Linked DNA regions of Anas platyrhynchos: region 1 is linked to region 2. The links are chromatin contacts, called in public Hi-C maps. All regions are on one chromosome and are shown on one strand. The core of a region is the stretch at or near the end of the contact, and the rest is flanking DNA. Distances in the headings are between cores, read along the strand shown.

The links. A called contact is a pair of places that touch in the nucleus more often than the background predicts.
Region 1: a contact with region 2 is called in a Hi-C map of liver, with 2.2 times the contacts expected there. The contact joins the promoter of DHCR24 here to the enhancer-like site in region 2. A contact is called at or near these places in 2 of 8 Hi-C or Micro-C datasets (liver and subcutaneous adipose tissue).

The regions. Positions count from the first base shown.
Region 1 is chr8:34,473,520-34,478,876 of IASCAAS_PekinDuck_T2T, forward strand. DHCR24 (24-dehydrocholesterol reductase) reads right to left here and starts at 1,350. Exons shown (of 9, transcript XM_027462418.3): 1 at 1,011-1,350; 2 at 513-668; 3 at 1-71. The coding sequence starts at 1,241.
Region 2 is chr8:34,288,939-34,294,464 of IASCAAS_PekinDuck_T2T, forward strand. It overlaps NDC1 (NDC1 transmembrane nucleoporin), which reads right to left. Exons shown (of 18, transcript XM_027462870.3): 9 at 3,669-3,761; 10 at 2,274-2,355; 11 at 1,223-1,378; 12 at 1-120. Among named protein-coding and RNA genes, the nearest start is that of NDC1, 9.2 kb to the right of the region's middle. Within about 2 kb of position 3,528, at least 1 of the 8 cell types and tissues checked has an H3K27ac peak or open chromatin away from gene starts, as enhancers often do. A contact at or near this core is called in subcutaneous adipose tissue, where this site is marked.

The DNA of each region.
Region 1 (5,357 bases), core at 100-2,599, 180 kb after region 2:
ATAGTCCAGCCCATAGGATTCAGGTACGCAGTCAGCTGGCCCATGGTGACCAAAGGTTCCACACGAACCACCTAAAAAGCCAAAAAAAACCCCAATCCTCCCATCAGGCATAAGCTAAGTGTTTGGCGTTAGTGATGACAAACCATGGCTAACTGGATTGTAGTCCCATCTGTTATCAGAACTCAGAGCCTGACTTCCCCAAGAGCGCTACTAAAAATAGTTGGAACTGTTTAGTGATTCCTCCCCTGCCTCAGCATCTTGTTGCTCAGTCCCCAAGCCCATAAATCAATCTGGGTTTTCAGGCTTCAGCACGTAAAACTAAGCAATCCCATATGCTGTTTTTTTGGACAGAGTGATCCAAGTGCATGTTGTAAAACCCGAATATTGGTGGGTCTGCAGAGCCTACTGCCAGGAATATCCTTTGTTCTGGATGGGGTCGTGCTCCTGGGCTATAACCATGGCACAAAATGCTGTAGGTTTCGGCGTTATGGAAGCGTTGTGGGGAACGTTACCTGCCGCTCGCTGTCCACTTCCAGCACATCCATCAGGTTGATCATGATGTTCTTGTGCACCTTCTTGTACTTCCCCACGCGCAGCGACACGGTCAGCCAGCCGGGCCGCCCGGTGCACATGTACCTCCTGCTGCCTTCATCCTTCCACTCCCGAACCTGCAGGGAACGCCAAGAGGGAGACGCTTTGAGCCAGAAACACCCCTCCTGTGGTGAATTTTCCCTCAGCATGACAAATATTTATAAATATTGCCATTTCCCAGCGGGTGGGTGACCCACCGCTGGCTGACCGACCCCTGCAACCCCACAAACTTACGAACCAAACCCCACCACAGGGAAGGCGCTGATGAAGGGGGGCACCTCCAAACCCCCAAAACCTTTAGGATTTAACCTCGGGACCCCAAATCCGAGCCCCAACCCCCCCCCGGAGCCCCCCGGAGCCCCTCGGGGGCCCCTCACTGCCCATTTTTCTCCCCCCCCCCGGTGCCGTGAGGGGCCCACCTGCCCCTGGATGTGCCGGACCCGCTGTGCGTGCAGCCTCGGGGCGCTGTGCAGGCGCCTGACGGCCCAGGCGCGGAGCTGGTAGTAGACGTCGAAGAGGATGGAGAGCGGCAGCAGGAAGAGGCAGACGAAGACCCAGCGGTGGTGCACCAGCACGGCCTCCAGCCCGCGGTGCCGCACCCACAGCAGCAGCAGCAGCAGCCCCGCGCACAGCGACCACAGCGCCGACATGGCGCCCGCCGCCCCCCTCTCCTCAGCCTCTGCCTCAGCGCCGAGCGCGATCGCGATCCCGGTTCCCGGCTCCCGCCTCAGCCCGGCGCTAGGACCCGGCGCCGCTGCCGCCCCCCTCCCACCCGCGCGCCCCGCGCCGCTATTGGCCGCCGCGCTGAGGAGAGGGGAGGGGAGCGGCCAATCAGGGCGCTGCGGGGAGATCGGACCAGGCGCGGGGGGCGGTGATTGGTTGGGAGGGGGCGGGAGCCGCGCGGCGCGCGGAGAGGCGGGACCGGGAATACCCCGGGGGAGGGGGAGGGGGGGGAGAGGGGAGGGGCGGGTCTGGGGGCGGGGCTAAGGGGAGGGGGCGGGGCTTGGGGAGGGGGCACCACAGGGGAGGGGGAGGGGAGGGGGGGGGCACCCTTGGGTGGGGGCACCCTGGGGGGACAGGGACAGGGACAGGGATAGGGATAGGGATAGGGATAGGGACAGGGATGGGGATAGGGATGGGGTTGGGGATGGGGTTGGGGTTGGGGGTCCTGGGGTGGGGGTCCTGGGGTGGGGGCACCCTGGGGGCTCATTGATGGGGTGGGAGATGCAGTGGGGGCACCCAAGTGGGGGCACCCTTGGGAGATCAGGAGCGGGGAGGGGGCAGGCTGGGGGCACCCTCACGGGGACAGGACCTGGGGCACCCCCAGCGGGGTCAGGCTGGGGTGGGGGCTCCAGGTGGGGGCACCCATGGGGATGGGGATGGGGTCTGAGGGCCTGGGACCCCCCTGGGTCAGGGGCTGGTGGCATCAGGGGACAGGGCACAGGTCCATCAGGGTGACAAGAGCAGCGGGGTTCAAAGCTCGGCAGCCACACCTTGTGTCTCCTTCAGAAAACTGGGAGCCGCTGTTCTGGGCCTTGCTCGTTCTTTTTTCCCCGTTTTTATCAAAAAACTCACCTGCGGCTTCACTGCTCCGATGTTTTGAGGTGGTCTCCTGAATTTCCAGCCTAACTTTATTCGCAAATTGCGTTTATTGCATTTGAGGCCAGGCTGTACTACGCTGGTGCTTTTCCTTCTTGTACCTGAATTGATGTTATCGCCTTTTGTTTACCAATTTGCCTGCTGGCTGGAATTATGCATGACAAAGAAGTTTCCCGTGTTGTAGGAGAGGTTATTTTAACCTCCGCGAAGGAGCTAAATAATTGTGCTTGATCTGAGAGTGGTCAAGTGCAGGGCTTATTGGGTAACAGCATCATTTATTCATAAGGAGATATTCATACCTTTGGTGTAAATACTACTTTGATTTTTTTTTTTTTATTTTATTATTTTTTTTTTTTAATGGAGATCCATTAAAAGCGTTTATAACGTTTTCCGTGCTCTGCTCTTGTTTTTGTAAGGCCCTAGGCAGCAGGAAGGGAGCAGGTGAGCTTAAAGACTGCAGTGCGAAAACGTGCTCTGGAATAGAGAAATGAATCATTGTTAAGATCACAGCGAAATTGCCTATGTACACACCGATGCCAAGCACAGAAGATGCAGGAATCAGGAGGGAAGAGGAGGGGAGATTTTTTTAAGGCTGATATTTTTCAGTTTTAGCTATTTTAGGCGCGAGCAAAACATCATCCAACAACCAATGTCAGCTTAGCAAAACACCATCTACAAATACGGTCAGAAAAGCTGAGATTCCCCCGGTATCTCCTGTAAGACTAAAACCCCAATTCTCTTCAATTACCATTTCATGTGTGCTTAAGCTGTTGCTGCTTCCCAAAAAAGCAGTCCTCTTCCCTTCCTCCTCGCCCTCCCTCGCCTGCCATCCCCGCCGCCCACTCACGCTGTTCTGGGCATGCTGTGCGGTACAAATGCTTCTGCTGTCACTCTGTACAACAGGTTGGAGAACCCATCTGACTGAAGAGTTAAACTGCTTTTTAAATTCATCTTTTCCTGCCCGGATCAGCTCTCTGATGGAGTTCAGCCACTTGTGAGGGCGGAGGGTAGGGAGCAGAGCAGGGGCTTCTCACCGGCTGCGTGGGGTCACCCCTCTCCTTGGTGAGAGCTCATCACAGATTGCTCCGGCAGGACTTTGTTCACTACAAAAGCAGGGCTTAGCAATAACTGTGCAAAGGCTTTTGGACAAAGAATTAAAAGATGCAGCTATTTTTCTAAGGAGACAGCTAAAGGGACATGATAATAGTGTGCAGAGCATTGGAGCTGCGGAAGAAAGTAGGCTGCTAACTTCTGTCTCCGTAAGAAAAGTATCAAGAGGCATTCAGTGGAAGCAGAGAAAGGCATTGAAAACAGTGAGAAAGCCCTTTTTTCACGCGATCTCACTTAGCCCTGGTACTGGCTGCCACGGAGCTGCTGCTGGGTGGTACACCAAAAGGATGGGCATTTTAACAGCAATGCCTATGAAAACTGAACGGGAATTTTGGAAAGGCTGCAAGCCTGAATTCAATAAATAAACTAGCCTGTGGTTCTTAGGGGCTAGGAGTATATTTCCCTATTCACCTACCACCACGTTTCCTGCATGCTTGTTTGGTACAGGGTTGTACAGTCAGAAATGGGACATGGTCTCAAAGGGTTCGACCGGTGCGGTGCTCAAACTGGTATGTGAGAAGCTCCCTCTACTGAGAAAACCAAAGTATTTGCAGTCGTCTTGAATAAAAAGTCTATTGGAGGACGTAGCTGCAGTGGGGCTTGCTGTGTGACACCAGCAGGCTGACACGTGCTCTTTGGGCTATGGGCTGAACGAGTCCTGAGCAGCTTTCTTTCATCCCGTAAATGAAGAAAAATGTCAAATTTCAGCCTCAGGGCTTTCAGGAAAAAAAATACAGGAGAAAATTATCAGCTGTTTTATAGACTGATGGTATCAGAACAAATGCCAGAATATTCCAGAGGGATGACTCGCAGTGCTGCATGACTTCTGAAAGAACAAAGTCATTTTATGACACTTTTTAAAGCAAAATTTAATGCCAGCCTGGCCTGGGCAGTGCTCAGTGTGAGGGGAATGTGCCTTTCTCAGGGCTGTCTGGGATGGGAGGCATGAACCCCACCTTACACCCTACAGCCACACGCAGGGCTGGGGGCAGTTTCCAGGGCAAAGAGCACTAAACCCTTTAGACAGAGTAGGTGGAAATGGAAAACAGCTGGTGTGAGGGTCCGTCCTCTCTAAAGAGCAGGGACTTAGGAACCGGAGTGGCTCCACGTGAACTTACTCCACCTGGATGTGCGTTTGGGAGGCCCAGTAGGGCACAGGAGATTTCAAGACAAAAGGAGACATAAGGACCCATTTTCTATTGATGTTTGATTCATGCACCTACGCGCTGCACCTTAGAAAACCTTCTCTTTAGAGGGTCGATGGGAAGAACATGGTTTATCTTACATTTCACTCATATTTCAGGTGAGGGAGAAGAGATGCTTGATGACTCGAGGAGGAAGAGGGCAGCAACTGTGGTGGCTGTTGGAAAGCCCATCAAAAAGGGACAACGGGATTGTAGATGCTTTATAAACTGCTGAGTACATCTCAGGGAAAGTGAAACCCCATGTGAAGGCTTAGACCTACAGGGTCTGTGATTAGGCTATTTGAGGTGTAGGTGGGTTGAATGCAATGTGGAAGATCTTGTCTGACACCTGTGATGGCGATGGAAGAATTGGGGTAGGGCCTTCAGGTGGCTGTAGCCTGGCCTGCTCTGTACACCTAGACCTCAGGTTGACATTGCTCCTTCTTCCTTGCATTCCCCTTGTCCTCTGAGGGCCCAGTCATCCTGGGAGGAATCAGATGTAGGGTGAGAAATATGGGACGTGAGCAAATGGTGGGATGGGGCCTTCGGCGGCCATGTGCTGTGGTAGGAAGCAAGGTCAGCTACTGGCCAGCACGTTCACAGAGCAGCCGAAAAAATGTGCCACAAAACTTGCGAGAGCTCTCGCGTATTGTCTCTAACACGCATTAAATCCAGCTTTACAACTGCCTGTGAAAAGATAACTGCCTGGGATTTATAAAAAGAATCACTTAGCAAAACAGAGAGCCGGGCTGGGAAAGGAATTCAGCCCTGCCTTCACTGTCACCGGGGCCGGTGTCCTCAGTCACAAAACAAGGTGGCAGTGTGGTGGTGGGGGTTGCTGAAGGAGCTGGGGGTCCAGCTCTGGAACTGCAA
Region 2 (5,526 bases), core at 2,278-4,777:
CAGACCCAGGTGATGTCTTTGAAGGCATTAGAGGCGATTTAACCAGGGATGCCATGGAGGCTCTGTGAATGACGTTAGATCTCTGTGACTGGAATGGCATGTCTTCTGTCACCGCAGCTCCTGACAACACAAACACACTGTGTGTAAACAAACAGGCTGGCTCGTGTGCAATAGGTAATGGGTCTGCTATTTGATTGCTATTTCAACAGCTTCTGTATTGTCAGAATTCTCATTAACAGACATTGTTCCCACTGTGGTCTTGCAAAGTAGTAAAAATCAACATGAGTATGAAGCATTTTAAAAGTTCATCAGTTAAGGGAGAAGATCTTTCTGGACCACCCCCCCTTTGCTAACTAGCACTACTATGTGCTGGTATGTATCAATGTAAAGTGTACTTTTAGTATTAAGTACCAGAAAACAAAGCTGCTTAAGGACAATCCCTACATAAGAATGCCAATTCTTCCTGATTCTGCTTGGTACGTTAGAAAGACACGTCAGTGTCAAATTCCAAGGCAACAGCAGCACTAAAAGAAATCCACCTCTGACGTGCCAACAATTCCCTGCTGCTCCCAGGACAGGAGTATACTTGTGTCCCAGGCACTGACTGCTACGGGATTCAGTTACCTGGCAGCTCTCGTGCTAACACAGCTCTGCTGCCAGGAACGATGCCTGAGTCCGTCATGTGAAACACCCCAAATGCCTGCCAACCGCACACAGCTCACTCAGGTCGAACTGGCTTTTCTTTTACTACCATGATACTCAGTAAATTGCATGAACTTATTCAAAGTCCCTATAACAACAAAATAAAGAGCAATTTTACCATCTTAAACTGATCACAAGAGCAGCCACACAAATTATAAAACCTTTCTTGGCAAGACTGAAGTTCTCCCTGTACTAGGCTCAACCACTTACTTGAGCTGTGATAGTTACTTTCTTAATTAATGCAAGTGTGGAAAAATACACTGTATTGAACACATCGCACAAAGCAAACCAAGCAAGCATGCTCTTTCAAAGTTCTCCATTTTTATTCTGGGGTTATTGCAACAAGAATAATTGAAATGAAACTGTGGGTGGGAAGTGTTTGTTTTTATTGTTTCCATTTATTTGCAGAAAACCCCACTACTCATTCTTCCATATAACTTAACTCCTATTAATGTACCTCTGTGTAATGCATAGGTATTTCCATGCTTTATAAACTCTTACAAGCATTTCCTCACAATACCTGGAGTCTGTGGAAGTACTTTCATCTCTCCTGCTTGCTGTTTTGCTCTCCCATTTGCTGCTGCAGCTTCCTGCTGTGCGATCAGCCGCTGGGTCAGATCAGTTAGAAGACTCAAACACTCCCTTGATATTGCAGTCCAGTTGTGAGGGTGCCCACCTAGCAGTATGCAGACAAAATGAAATGCAGTAGGCATGTTTGATCCTGATGTTCATCACTGCATCTATTCTGACCGTGCACATTTGCTCTCAGCTTAAGCTTCAAAGACCATAGCATCATTCAGTTTCTGAAAAGCCACAGTGTTTTCACTGTGACCGTTTATTTATACTGAAAGGAAAATGAAAACACGGACAGATTCTACTCCCTGTCAATGAGTAACTCTAAAAAAGACTTCAGCAAAACCCATTAAGCAAGTGGAAAATGCAGGCAGTTTGGCCCATCAGATTTGAAGTCTGCCAAACAACTAAAATGAACCAAGTGATACCAATGGTGATGGTAAACAATTCTGAAGTAGTGCAAACATCAGAATTCCTGATGAGGTGCCATAAAGTTTTTGAAGTCTTTTAGGCAGTTTCACTTGCCCTTCTCTGCCCTATCTTTGTATATAGCAAGAGGCTTGTGTACTAATTAGAATCATAGCCATTGTTTGCTTTCAAAACTCCAGTGGTGACTCATTATTTATGCTCAATTTAATCTCACATCTGACCATTAGGCTTACATACACATCTGTTAGATTACTCAGTTTAGACTATTTGATTGGTGATGTCAAGAGGACCCTGCTTTCAATACTTTAAGACCTGTGTTTCCTCATGGCTGTCATTTAAATCAAACAACAGGGACCAATATTTATTGAATTTAGTACGTGAAACAATATGAATACAGGTAATTAAGCATTCTTTTGGAACAAGCATCAGAGAAATGCTTTTACTTATGAGGTCTTCCAGCTTACATAGCATACATCATAGCATTCAAAAAAAAAAAAAAAGACTATTAAAGCATCAACTAGCATTAAAAAAAAAAAAAGGAATTAACATGAGAGCGCTTTTATAATTACCTGGCTGACTAAGGCTAAAGACTTCCTGCCGTCGAACAGGGGAATACTGGGAAAGCAACATCAAGTCTTGTAAGGCTAAGAACTGCAAAGGAAAATGTTTTAGTTCACACAAAGTCCAAGTGGGTTCCTTAAAAACTGTAGTTCCACAAACAAATACAATTGCTAACAGAGACTAAGTTTATAAAGACTAAAACCAGAACAGTGACAGGAAATAAAGAGGCAGCAAAGGACTGAACATGTCCCTGGAACCACTTTGGATGGGGCTACTAAGTAGAGCATCAGAGAACTTTACCATTCTTTAAAAATGACCTACCACAATATTTTTATTTATTTCTTTTTTTAATCCTAACAGCTAATAACGCAGACAGAAAGAACTCAGAAGTCTAAAGACAGAACTGTTTTAGCAAGCCAGAGCTCAGCTGCAGCGCGCCATACGGTACAAAAGCTAATACTGCTTTCTTCATGTAATTAAGTAGTTAACGTGGCAGTCCAATGACAGCCGGATTTCTCTCACTATGCAAGACCCAATTATAAGCTAGACACTTTAGTAACTGCTGAGATTATAAAGTAGACTGTACTGTGCTCAATTCTTCCCCACAGATCCTTTGATAACACAAAGCTTAAAACAGAACTCAAACGAATTGCAGCTTATTATACCTTTAGTTTTATCACAGATCCATATAATCATTAAGTATGGAACTTCCACGTGCAGAATATTACCTTCATTTATGTGATTCTTCTTATATGAGGTCAATTTTATTTAATTGTAACCAATAAATTTGATTAACGTCTACCACAGACAGACCAAAATTCTTCTCCTTTACTCCCAGATTTCAGTTGTTTTTGTATTACTGTCTTTTGAGAAAAAAAATCTCAATTCCCAACAGAAATATAGGAGTAATTTTTAATTTCAAGAGAGATCACATGTTAGAACTCAAATGTAAGTAGCAGGAGCAAAACGTTAGAAGTGTACAAAGCTATGACAAAATTCCTGTTTACCTGACAGAGACCCAAAGCTGAAAAAATTAAAACAAAAAAATATATATTTTTTTATAAAAAATATATATATTTTTTTAATAAAAAATATATATATTTTTTTAACCTTTTGTATTAGTATCAGTTCAAACTAGCACATTTGTTGCAGACAAATACATCTCACCTCTAATTAAAGTAGTCTGTCTTCAGGCTAAAAGCAGTATAGCATAGTGAGCACCAGCAGATGTCACTACTAACCAAGTTTTCACCAAGTGAAACTGCCTTGTTGAGTGTTCTGAGGAAGCTTTTTGAAGAACTAAGAACTGGCACCACTGCTAAAGTAACTGCTACACAGATCACGGTTTCAGAATCACCTTCCTAGCACACATCTGTCCAGGAAGATGGTGGAAGACCACTTACCTTTATAATCAGGGGAGGGTTGCTGTTTAAGATTTTAGGCAGGCACTGGTCTGTCTCCTCAGCAAAAGTTGGCTGAACAGGAAAATGATGTGTCTAAATATAAACATCAGAAGCTGTGTTATTCAGAGCAAAACACGAGGAAAAAAGCTTATGAAACACCACACCTGAGCCACTACTTGTTAGAGGAATGATGAACTACAAAAGCACGTACACAATTGCTTCAACTTCCTGTAAAATAGCTTTGAAACTTAACAGAAACAGCAAGAAAAGAAGTCTACTCTACATTTAAAACCGCAGTCTTAGAAAATCCAACTATACTTATCTTCAAATACCTTCCACGTATCCATATAGTTACCTGCATCATATTGCTACAACAGTACTCTAGAATACATGTCTGGGGGAAAAAAAATCTAGTAACACCACACACAGAAACAAGACAAATCTACACTATACATCTGTCTTATATAGCGTAACCAATATGCTGAAAACCAGACGGGTTTCCTCATCAAGTAATGAAAGACTTTAGAGTTCCTCTCTTACACTGTTTCACTGATTGTACTGGGTCTGGCTGGAATGTTAACTTTCCCGGCAGCAGCCCATACCACCACACTGATACACTAAGAAATTCTTAGCCATGACATCCACATTCTGTGATTTGACAAATTAATTTCTGATCTTGCAGCTACATTGTTTAAAATGTAAAGTACAGTGCTTAAAAGTTTTATCAAATATTTCATCTTTTTAATATTACTAAACATGAACCAGTTTGGGCACAGATTACCTGTCTGTCCCACGTCACTGAACTTGTATTACAGACCATTGTTTTTTCTCCTCTTCCCTTTCCAACTACAAAATGGAAATTTATAATAGCAATTGCTTTCAAAGGGTTAATAAAGTGATTTTGCATAGAACTGATCTAAGTTTACACCTTTACTGCCTTTTCAGTTAACACACTGCAACCATTTGCGAACAGCTCTGGAAGTGTTTTCAGCTAATCAAAAATTTCAGGCGAGTCAGCTTATCTTTTGTTCAACAGTCAAAAGGGCAACATCCATTTTATACCTTCACAACTGGATGCTTCTTTTCTTTTCCATACTTTTGTAACTGATACAATAATTAATGACTTACAACGTCCACTGGCACTTCAACTATTATCCTCTGACACAGGTTGTTCACACATCAGAGCTTCTGTTCAGCTGTCTACAGATTCTGACATCATTATAGCAGTTATGCTTGACTTGTTGGTAATTTTTCCACATATAATCACAACATACAGTTTTTTCCACATATAATCACAACAGAGACCTTTTAAAATTAAAGCTAATACTCCAAGAAGCACTGTGTAACCTTTCATCCCTTAAGAGCGCTTCATACCAGTACATTGGCCAGGGATTTAAACTTCTCTGGTTTTCCAACTGATATGCATTTTAAGGAAGTTTTCAAAAAAAAAATCCAAGTTAGATGAACACATTTTCCTCTATTCTTACAAGGAAATACCTGGATTAGCCAAATATCAAAACCCCAATTCTCTGGTGGCAAGACTTTCTCCTCACCCCACTACCCCCCCATCACCATCTGATTTATTTTTAATAAGATTCATTATATATTTAAATGATCTTTTTTTAGCCATATTAATTTGTAACAATGATTGAATGAAAAAGCAAAAATGTATTAATTCCCAAGATTGCTTGAAGTCTATTTTAATACTGCGGCCTGAATTCTATTAACATGTCTCTGCTTAGGAGAACTGTGGACTTTGATGGCTTGTTGAAATTTGACATTTCCAGAGCTTAGCTCACAGAACACTGACATCATTTTCTTCTCTTTTCTATTGAGAAATTGGATTGAGAGTTATGTG